2 separate regions of the Triticum aestivum genome follow, and region 1 is linked to region 2. A link is a contact called in public Hi-C data. All regions are on one chromosome and are shown on one strand. The core of a region is the stretch at or near the end of the contact, and the rest is flanking DNA. Distances in the headings are between cores, read along the strand shown.

Evidence for each region. A called contact is a pair of places that touch in the nucleus more often than the background predicts.
Region 1: a contact with region 2 is called in a Hi-C map of leaf, with 5 times the contacts expected there. The contact joins the promoter of LOC123139992 here to the promoter of LOC543077 in region 2. A contact is called at or near these places in 2 of 5 Hi-C or Micro-C datasets (both in leaf).

Annotation. Positions count from the first base shown.
Region 1 is chr6B:719,414,310-719,420,030 of IWGSC CS RefSeq v2.1, forward strand. LOC123139992 (signal peptide peptidase-like 4) reads left to right here and starts at 1,861. Exons shown (of 14, transcript XM_044559724.1): 1 at 1,861-2,171; 2 at 3,591-3,749; 3 at 3,835-3,946; 4 at 4,289-4,405; 5 at 4,563-4,714; 6 at 4,792-4,974; 7 at 5,522-5,556; 8 at 5,711-5,721. The coding sequence starts at 2,031.
Region 2 is chr6B:718,634,448-718,640,038 of IWGSC CS RefSeq v2.1, forward strand. LOC543077 (50S ribosomal protein L9, chloroplastic-like) reads right to left here and starts at 2,637. Exons shown (of 6, transcript NM_001427935.1): 1 at 2,444-2,637; 2 at 1,751-1,881; 3 at 1,172-1,217; 4 at 636-733; 5 at 505-552; 6 at 9-411. The coding sequence starts at 2,575. The coding sequence ends at 291.

The sequences.
Region 1 (5,721 bases), core at 611-3,110, 780 kb after region 2:
GATCATAGATTCATAGTTTGATATTGAGTGTTGAGGTTAATTAATTACTCCCAACCCAACTTTATCCTTTGGATACAACCCTCTATCCCAAGACACGAGAGAAATACAAGTTTCACCTTGATCACTTTTCCCACTCCATAGACAATGGCTTGTGATCTTATCGATATGTTGAAGAATTTTAAGAGGAATATTAAGAACACACACACACACACACACACACAAGTAGACATGGAGGAGAGGGTTGAGTTAATGGTAGTAGTTTTACTCCAACTGACATAAATGCAATGGTGTTTACTCTTCATTAAATTCCAGCCACTTGTAGTCTTGTATCTAAGTTGTAGAAAATGCCCAAATGAAACAACTTCTCTATTGTTGCACCTAGCTACTACTCCCCCCGTTCCTTTCTACTCCACGTATTAGATTTGAGTCAGGTCAAACTTTGCAAAGTTTGACCAAATATGTATTAAAAAGTATCAATATGTACACAACCAAATATATATACTATGCAACTACATTTCATAATTAATCTAACAGTAAATCTAACAATATTGATTTGACATTATGAATGTTGATATTTTTTCTATAAGTTTGGTCAAAGTAGAAATGCTTTGACTTTGGACAAAACTTATATGCAGACTAAAAAGGACCGGAGTGAGTAAAACATGCTCATAATCGTTGCATGGTTCATTGAATCATGGTTGCTAGAAGCCGGCAGCAAAGTCACATTCTTTCTAGATGGAGCCCAAGGAGCTTTCACTTAAACATCTAATTGTGTTTCAATCGTTTTGTGCAATCATTCTTGTGTATTCACATGGGGTTACATGAAGTTATGACCAAATCGAGTCGAATAAAATTCATGAACTTCAATACTTATTACAAACTAAGTCAAATATAATGAGTTAACACACACATGACAATTATCATTGCTCATCGGCAATGGCGACAAGAAATAGGCGCAAATAACTTAGTTATTGATTTTAGCTAAATCCTGCAAATTAAATGGTACCATGTCACTCCGCATCATCGCATCCATCATTAAAAAAAGCAAGCTTTATAGATCCAATTTGTTAATTTGCCAATTGGGATCGCATGTGCTGGTGATTTTTTCAAAATTCTTCTCCAACTTATAAGCCATCACTTACACCTTGGCAGCCCATCTTCATCCATGACATCACCCTACCCCCTCAACCAGGGGCGGAGCTACGTGAGGGCCAAACTGGGCCTTGGCCCGCCCAGCCCAGGAGAAAACAGGGAAGGAAGACAGAAAAACAGGGCCTAAAAATCAAGTGTTCGGTGTAGTTTCTGTGTCTGGCCCGCCCAACAATCGGCCCATAGCTCCGCCACTACCCTCAACTGTCCCCCATCGGTTGTACGTCGACACCAAGACCTATAAGTCGGTCATTTACGCCGTCACACCCATCTTCATCCACAACAGTCCCCACCCCCTCAACTGTCCCCCATCGAATGTACGTCGACACCAAGACCTATGGTGACACCTCTCATCGGCACCGTCGGCCGCATCCCAACCCGGTGACCTCACTGCCATAACCACATAAACAACCACTAAATGACCGCCTCAAAATTTCCAAAATGATGTGTGTTTTTGAACAAGTTTTTCAAAACACTACTACTCCCTCCGTCCCATAAATGTAAGTTCGAGCTTATATTATGGGAGAAGCCGGAGGTTTCATCAGCAAAAGCGGTGCTGAATGGAGCAAGAGACAAGATTGCTTGCTCCACTTCCACTTAACCAACCTAAGCCGAAGAAAGAAAGAGCACGTGAATGAAAGAAGCCGGCTTGTTACTGACATGTGGGCCCCACCGCCCACACATCTCCCCCCCCCCCCGTGCGGCGCCGGCCCCACTTGCAGCCTCCGCCCGACGCTCACTCGCAGACAGATCTATCTCCTCCCTCCTCGTGCTCCCTCCCTCTCTCTCCCCGTCCGGCCGGCCATTCCAGCCGTCGGCCGAGCTGCTCGCGGCCGATCCCTCCCTCCCAGCAACCCAGGCCCCACCCCCGAAGCGCGGCGATGGGCGCCGGGGCGCGGGCGACGGCGGCGGCGCTGCTGCTGGTGGCGGCGGCGCTCGCGGGGGTGGCCGCCGGCGGCGACATCGTCCACCAGGACGACGACGCCCCCAAGATCCCCGGCTGCTCCAACGACTTCATGCTCGTACGTCCCCCGCCACGCCCCACTCCCCCTCCTCCTCACCCCAGCTTCTCCCGAGTCAGTGGAGCGGCCGGCCCCGGTTCTTGATTCCGAGCCGTGCCCGGGTGGCAGGCGGGGCTCCGTTCTGGCCGGGCGCGCGACCCCGGATCCCGAGGAGCCGCGCGCTTGCTCGATCCGTGGATTGTGGAGTTAGGCGGCGCAGCTTTCCATTAAATGCAATTCAGTTAGGTCGATCCGGGCAGGTGCTCCGGCGTGGGCTCTGGAGGAACACCGCCAGCTCTGTTTGGAGTTAGGTATTTTTGTACTGCGAGCTGAGGAGATTCCGTCGCTAATTAATTATCCTGGAGTACTATGTTGCTGGTGGTGCCAGTATACTAGTATTTGATCAGGGGCTAACGACCCTTACTTACTACTGTATTTGACATGAGACCGAGCACCATACGAGCTATCTGAGGCTTTTAGTTGTCATGGTGGAGGTTCGAGAAATGGCCGCTTTTACAAGTCAGAAGTTAGTCAAATGGGGGCAATTATGGCTTTGACATTGCATGATCTGTTAGCTAATACATGTTGATGTCGCTATCGAGGGTTAGTATCTAGCTTTATCTTATTAAGCTGATTGGACTAGTCTTCAAAGCTGCTGGAGTTTCCTATTGTGGAAATTTTCTAGATATGCTGAATGGGTGATAGTGATGATCCAACTTGAAGCATCGTAACGAGGTATTCTGATGCCCTGGAATCATGTAGGAGAATACTACCAACTCAAGATGTCCATAGTCATTTCCAACATCCACCCAATTAGTTGTTGATACACTGCCGTGCACGTAATCCACTTGAGCAGGTTTACAGTCTACCGTGCACTTATGTTTTCTTTTTATCTAATCAAGGGTCTGGTCATAAGTACCATGACTCATGAGCTCCACCTGGGCTTTTATGTTACCAACTCAGATCCTCATTAATTTTAGCTAATTATTATGGTTCCTGTGGGATTTACCTAGATGGAGGTGGCTATTTGCCTTTGCGTGTTATATAAGTAAACGATAGGAGGGATGTAAGGCGACAACTCAAGGGCGCGAAAATTGAAATTTGGTTAGTATAATCGACTTTGTCGTTTAGGCTCTGTGTCGTAGTGCTGACCCACCGACCGGTTCACGCAAGAGGAGCCAACACGTGAGCGTGGAGTGCCCACATCAACAAGGGAAAATTATGGTTGTCTCTGAATCTCCTATGCTTCTCTTCATCCTCAACGCTGCAGCTCTTTCTTTTTTCCCGACGGAAATTTTGAACTTTAGCATCTACTCCCTCCGTCCCATAATGTAAGACGTTTTTGACACTAAACGTCTTACATTATGGGATGGAGGGAGTACTTATTTTTAATGGACAATGTACTCATTCTCAAATGTTGTTTCCTCACCTTGTTTTCAGGTAAAGGTGCAAACTTGGGTGAAAAACAGAGAGACCGATGAGTTTGTTGGTGTTGGTGCTCGGTTTGGCCCCATAATAGAGTCAAAGGAAAAGCACGCGAACCGGACAGGACTACTAATAGCAGAGCCTTTTGATTGTTGTACCCCTCTCAAAGAAAAGGTTACCTTTCTAGAAATTTAGCCATTTGCGAATTTTTTATAGTATCCTACATTGTTGTGTAGTGATTAATTATTCCTTTATCTAGGTTGCTGGAGAAGTTTTGCTAGTGCAAAGAGGAGATTGTAAGTTCACTACAAAAGCTAAGGTTGCTGAAGATGCTGGTGCTTCTGCTATTATAATCCTGAATAATCGGCATGGTATGCCCTATATGACCCGTCTCATAAAATTCAGCACACAATGTTTTCCATGTATGATTTTTCTCAACTGGTATTTAATTAGAAGATAAGATGTTGGGATACAGTTAAATGAGATCAACAAAACAAGTTGCTTGACAATGTACATACCATTTTTTACCACTAGAATGACCATCACAACCTTATTTAAGCCTTTTGATTATTTATTGGACAATTGTTTCTCATAGTTGCGCGTACACATTTGGTGGTGCATGTTTGTATATTTAGAAGAGCACACTTTTGGCTAATGCCTTGTATTTCAACACATGTGTTTGGCGTTAACAAATGGCATATGTTTGTTTGCAGAGCTATACAAGATGGTTTGTGATCAAAATGAAACGGATCTGGATATAAATATACCTGCAGTTCTTCTGCCAAAAGATGCAGGCACCATTTTACAGGGTCTTCTCTCACTTGGTAAAGGTAAATCATTAGGTCTTTAATCCCCCTCAAATCTTGTACATTGTCCTGTGAACACAAGGTTGTCTAATCCCTATATTTGGTTTATATTTATGTATTTGGGACTCTTCTACCATACTGTATTATATTTATAGCTAATAGGCTCTTTCAATTTTCTCAGTGTCAGTGCAGTTATACTCTCCAGATCGACCCCTAGTTGATACGGCTGAGGTGTTTCTATGGCTTATGGCTGTTGGTACCATTCTTGGCGCATCATACTGGTCAGCATGGAGTGCTCGAGAAGCACTTATTGAACAAGAGAAACTTCTAAAGGTTTTATTCGATGCTTTATACGATCAGTTATTTTGGATTTTCGGAAAGAAAAACTAACAGGCACATTATTCGTATAGGATGGCCATGAAAGTTCAGTTAACATTGAGGCCGAAGGTTCTACTGGTATGGTAGATATCACCATGACGTCGGCAATGCTGTTTATTGTGGTTGCATCACTGTTTTTGGTAATGCTTTACAAATTGATGTCTCACTGGTTTGTGGAGCTCCTGGTGGTTATATTTTGCATTGGTGGTGTAGAGGTGCGTATAATGAAATCCTTTTTAAAACTATACTTATTTCAACTTTGCCACTGCTTTAAATTTTGATTTGTAGTACTGTATGCTTAGTTACTAAAACAGAATAGTACTTATATAGTATTCCCTCCGTCCGAAAAAGCTTGTCCCAAAGTGCTAGATACATCCATTTGAGGGACAAGCTTTTTCGGACGGAGGGAGTATTCCACATTAAAACTAGATGGCACAAATCATGAATCAATGCAATTTGGAGAATGGTTAAATTAGGCCCTTAAATGTTAAACCTTCTTTAAACAAAGGTGTCATTCGTTTTCCCTACAGAGCATTGAAGCTCCTCCTTTTTAATCTGTACCTTTTGATTTGAACACTAAAGATATTATCCACAAATGAACAACTAGCTTTGTGGCTGCTGTTGAATGACCAACATCACACTTATCTAGTACAGCTGCAGAGTGAACCGATCTTGATTTCGTTGATTGATATCCTATTTTTGCTATATTTCGTCGCGAATTTCTTGAGCTGATGACACATTATGCTTTCCTTTTTTATCCAGGGTTTGCAAACGTGCTTGGTGGCTTTATTGTCAAGGTAAATTTATTGCTCGATGAGATACATTCATATTTTCTGGGTATATGCACAGTGTAGATATGTTTCAGTTCTCCTTTTAATCTGTGATTTCACAGCCATAGTTTAAAGAAAAGGGTAAATGTGTTACTGACCTGAAAACTGTGGTATCTTTCAGATGGTTCAAAC
Region 2 (5,591 bases), core at 1,387-3,886:
AGATATAGCACACTCTGAGTTGGTTATACAATACAAGTAGGATCATGACAAGGATAGCGTCAACCAATGGATGGAAAATCTAATTTATTTAGCAAAATGGATCTGTGCCGACAAATGAACAAAAAAGGATTTCATATATTCACTTGTAAATATTTCAACAGCTTTCGCTTTCTCCACGCTTCTCCTAATGCATACAAGGCCATGAACAACATTTTTGTAAAACCCATCCTCTATAGCTCCCAGGCACAACAGTTGCAGGACGTTCGGAGTATATGGCGAGATCAGACTGCTCACTTGGCATACACAGTCAGCCTCACCTTGGCTGTGACGTCGGGGTGGAGCTTGATCTCCGCGACGTACTCCCCGACCTCGCGGATCTCCGGGACCTCCACCAGCCGCTTGTCCACGTCCCTACATGTTTCCACGGTTCAGTAATTAATTTGCCAGACCATGATGGGAAGTTTCGTTGATTGCTGCACACGCTTGAAAGAAAGGAATTGCTACCTGTTAAGCTGCGACTTGATGATGTCGACGAGATCTTGCGCCGTGACGCTGTGTGGGGCACAGGAAATGTGTTAGAGGATGTGAACTGGAGAAAACAAGATGGACGATGAAATTGTTCGACTGGGACTTGCCTCCCGAAGATCTGCTTTCCTTTGCCACCTTTACGTGGCACCTTGAACGCCCCAATGGTTTCGAAGACTCGCGCGAGTTGCTGTGCCTCTTCTTTTACCTACTCAAGTACAAAATGATTCCGGAGTTTATGCCAAGGCCGTCGTTTCACAAGAATGTGGTGTGCTAAATAATTATCGTTTTCAGAATGTTGATACTAAAGTTAAGCTGCACCCAAGTTCCATTTCCAGAAAATAAGGATAGTAAGGTTAAACTACAACTATACTTACTCTTCTATACACAAAGATACTAGGTCAAACCGTTAAAGTGCAACTATGCTTCTTCCTAGAAAATAAGGATATAAAGTCAAAACCCAAGTGCGCTTAAGTTTTCAGATACCAAGATGTTGAACTGCAACTATGCTTTGTTTTCCACAATATAAGGATATATGATCAAATCCGCAACCATTGCTTACTTTTTCAGACATCTAAGATGCTAAGCTTAAACTGCAATCGTATTTTTGTTATCAAGCCTTCAAAAATATACAGTATTCTCTTACCCTCTTCTTCTCAGCCTCGATTCTCTCCTGCTCCAGTTGCATTTCCCTGCAAAGAGAAGCAGAGGAAACAAACTTAGTAATCTTAGTTTTGTTTATACACCAGACTGAACATTTCCGCTGTTGAATACTTTTATGTTTTAACACATGCTCGATCCAAATATAACATATGCAGACTAATGTCTCAACTCTCAATCAGGCTGAAAACCAACCCAGCCTTCAGAAAATAAATGTACAAAACCATCCCTTAAAACAAGCATTCACAAGGCTTCAAAATGAACTCACCCTCCTTGTAATTAAGCTGCTTTTCCTAATCTTAATGAAAATGGCAAGCAACCTAGGTTGCCTGCTCTTGGAAATCTTACAAGGAAACGTGCCACTGAATTATTACGCAATGTGATTCTGAACTTGCGCGCACGGGAAAAACATACTGCAAAACGCATCGACGAGCAGTTCACGGATAAGCAAACATCAACCAAATCTCATTAGTGCCGCCGCCTATCGGTAACAGCTGAGAAACTTAACCTACACAGTACACAAAGAATGCAAAGATACGACTGCAGGACGAGGCAGGGAAGTTACTTGAGGACGTCGGGGGTGAGCAGCGTGGCCTTGCCCTTGGGGAGCAGGAAGTTGCGGTAGAACCCGGCCCGGACCTTCATCGTGTCCCCCTTCTTGCCGCTAATCTCATCGATGTCGTCCTTGAGTATGACCTATAGAGCACCAAACCAGTCGAATGAAAACAGTGTCAGAACCACAAATATGACATAACTACTATGTGAGACCAGGATGATGACATAACTACTATGTGAGCACCAAACCATCTGCTATAACTAACAAATCATCCTGCAATCAGCCTCAGCCAATAGCTAGAGCATCTAATGGATTCAGGTGTCAAAACGACTTCTGCTCTACCTCTACTCTAGGCAGCAGCGACCAAACAAACAGAAACAGTTGCTGTGGTTGTACAAGCACGAAGCTGATGGCCAACATTTCGATTTCCCGTGGCCATTTGCACCCACTCATCGGCCCCCTCCCCGATGAGTGGGGGGAAAGGATGATAGTATGCCACATTACTACTGTTTCTTGACAGTGTCTGTTTGTCAGATACATTTTTCCTGAAGAAAACAATGTCACCGGGAAAGATAAAAACTAGCTCGAGCGTGTGCGAAGCACTACTGATATCCTGCCGATTTTCAGTTGTTCCAATCTACGGAGGCGAATGTCTGTAGGAAAGAAGAAATTGAGGGGAGGGGGGGTGACGGACGGACGGACCTGGCGGTACTTCTTGACCCTGCCCTGCGCGACGATGACGAGCGACGGGGCGCGTCGCGTCTGGAGGCGGCGCGGGTAGGAGAAGGCGGCGGCGGTCCAGGGCAGCGTGGAGGCACACGACGGCGACGCCATTGCGGTGTGCTTGCTGGGGCACTCTCTGGCGTTGAGCTCGGCTGGGGCACTCTCTTATCCACTTTCCCACCAGTAGCGGATTTGGTATGGTTTGGGCCTCAGGGGCAGGATTTCGATGGGCTATGGGGCCCAATCGCCTGAGGGGTTTTAATATGGGCCGTCAACTGTCCTTTTTTTTTCTTCGTTTTCTCTTCGTATTTTACCCCTTGAAAAAAAAAGGAGAGTATACAGAGTAGATTGTCGAAATCACTAGTCTTTTAAAGGCCACTCCCCTGTCCTCTGGTGGTGACAAGTGATGCATTGTATGCATGACACTTGTTGCAATTTGGTAAGATTTCTTTCCATGCACAGAAGAAATGGTTTGTTTGCTTCGGTAACCCACAACTGTGCCCACACTTGGAGTCTTGGATGCTCTTGATGAACAGTAAATTTAGAAAACAGAAAAGAAACAAAATGCTCTGAATCTTTTTGCTACCCAAGATTCTATAGTTTTCTAGGAGCGTGCAAAACTTTGTGCTCAAATGGCATTTGAGGAGCTCATGCCAAAAAAAAAGTCTAGACCGTGTAGTTTTTCAAAGTTAGAGAAATTGATTTTTTTGCCATGATCTCCTCGAATGTACTAACACAACGAGAAATTGCACGTACCTTGGGCACTTGAGCATCTTGGATGCCAAAAAATTCCCAAACACTATGTTGGATCATCTTATATTATGGGTGTGATGCTCTAGTATTTTTTCGTATATTTGGGAATGGTTACATGGCCGAAACCTTAAACGAGGTATGCATGTCATCATAATCATCATAATTAAATTTCAATTAATAATTAATCCAACTCACATATTCAAGTTCCAATTTATAATGCAAGTCAAACAATAATTCTTCAATTGGCAAATAAAAAATGTTTATATTATGTCATAAATATCCCAAGTGTTTGTGAAAATGAAATCAAACTCAATTGGATTCTCATCTTGTCCCCAACAGCAATTATGAGGACTAAAAGAAATAAATAAAACCATTTAAAAACAAAATACAAATTTGGATGTTTCCAAATGGAGTGAAACATTTTGTGCAACCCCAGACTATTGCATAGCATTTATGTGCAAAGTTTCACTCACAACAAAAATCAATTGCTAGCTCGAATAAATAGAAAACTATAGCTTTTCTTTTGAGAAGAAATAGAAAACTATAGCTAATATAGTAACAGAAAAGATTAAAACTAAATTGACATGTGCACTTAGGCCCACTCCGAACAATGCACAACCCAAATCACCTACAGCCTTTATTCCTCCTCGAGGAGGCAGAGGCCATGGCGTGGCGCCTGCGCGCGCGTCCATGCCGCCGATGGTCACCTGTCGTCCATTTGGCGGCACCCGAGATGCATTAGATCACCCCTGGCCCCATGGAGAAACCCTAGCCACATCCCCGCCTCTCTCGCTCATATTAGTAGTCATGGCCACCGTGCTCCCCAACACTTGTCCACGAGCCTTCCACTACTAGGAAAAAGCCTAGCAGTAGCGCTGATTTTTGGCCTATCAGTAGCGTGGGTAAGCGTGCTACTGATACGGCGCTACAGCTAAAGCTTAGCAGTAGCACCTACTGGCACTCGCTACTGCTATATCTACTTAGTAGTAGTGATTTTCAAAACAACCGCTGCTACTAATTACTAGTAGCGCTTTCGAAAACAACCGCTACTACTATTATTTCGTCTTCTATTTCTTTTGAATTTTAGGTCATATTCATACACCTTTATACAATTTTTCATACAATAGCAATTTAGAGATTGTTTTTACATTATAATGAGTTATTAAATCACTAGGTGAGAGAATCTTGGATTAGTTTCAAGTGCATGGATCCAAAGTAACCAATGGGGCACTTTTGATCCATCCATTTGAAACTAATCCGCGGTTCTTTCACCCAATGACATAATAACTTATCATCATCATCATCATCATAATATCATTAACAACTTATCATCATAATACATCATTATCATATAACTCCTCATAATCATCATTTTCGTCCATGAGACATCATATAACAACTTGGTCACTAGTTATAATAACAACTCCTCCTCATCATCATCATATTACTCATAACCACTACTCCTACTCAGCATCACCATCAAGTCTAAGACATTGTAGTCATATATAATCAACACTAACTAATTGTTCTTAATACTTAGGACCTACTCCTCTCTCCTAGCTAAAATACAATAAAACAGATAAACCGGTCCTTCACCATAATGGAGAATGGACACAAACCTATCTCCAACTTGTGGCTTGCACACATTCATTTTGTCTCCAATTATTTGCATGTGCGCATTCATCACTTTGCTCCATTCTTTGATTTTGAGCCTTCCATCATTTGAAGAAATCGAGTATGCAGTATGGTAAGTCTTCGAAGGAGTTGGTCGTAAGCTAACCATGTGCATATCACCTTCGGTAAATAGCATGTCAGGCACAACCTGCTTCGGGAGCCTCTGTTCAAAAACGTAATAGTAACATATATAGTTAGCAATGTAGTTTACTTAAGAATAATGTATGCAATGAAGTTACCATCATTAACAAAATCTTACCAAGTTTTTGGCAATGAAGTTACCATCAAGCAATTTGTGGACTGGTGGCATGTATCTAGTACAATTTGGGCTGATAGAGTGACTGGTTTTGAAGGCCTCAACATCTTCTATGAATGAAACAAGATAACCTTTCTCCTCACAATTAAGCTTGGAGTCATAGTTGTAGTATGTGTTGTCTACTACCTTCCGAGTATTTTTTGAAGATAAGAAATAAGATGACAATTATAAATAAATAAGCTTAGTACGGACGAACACTAAATATTTTTAAATTAACAACATAAATTACTGAACTTAACAAATTAGTTTGACAAACTCACATCTAGGCAAAATTGGAGGCATATCCACATCCACCCAGATGTCGATATTATCATCATCATCATAATCTTCGGGGCGAATATCAAATCTTATTCACATTCCCTCCTCAAATCCATATGCCTTGCA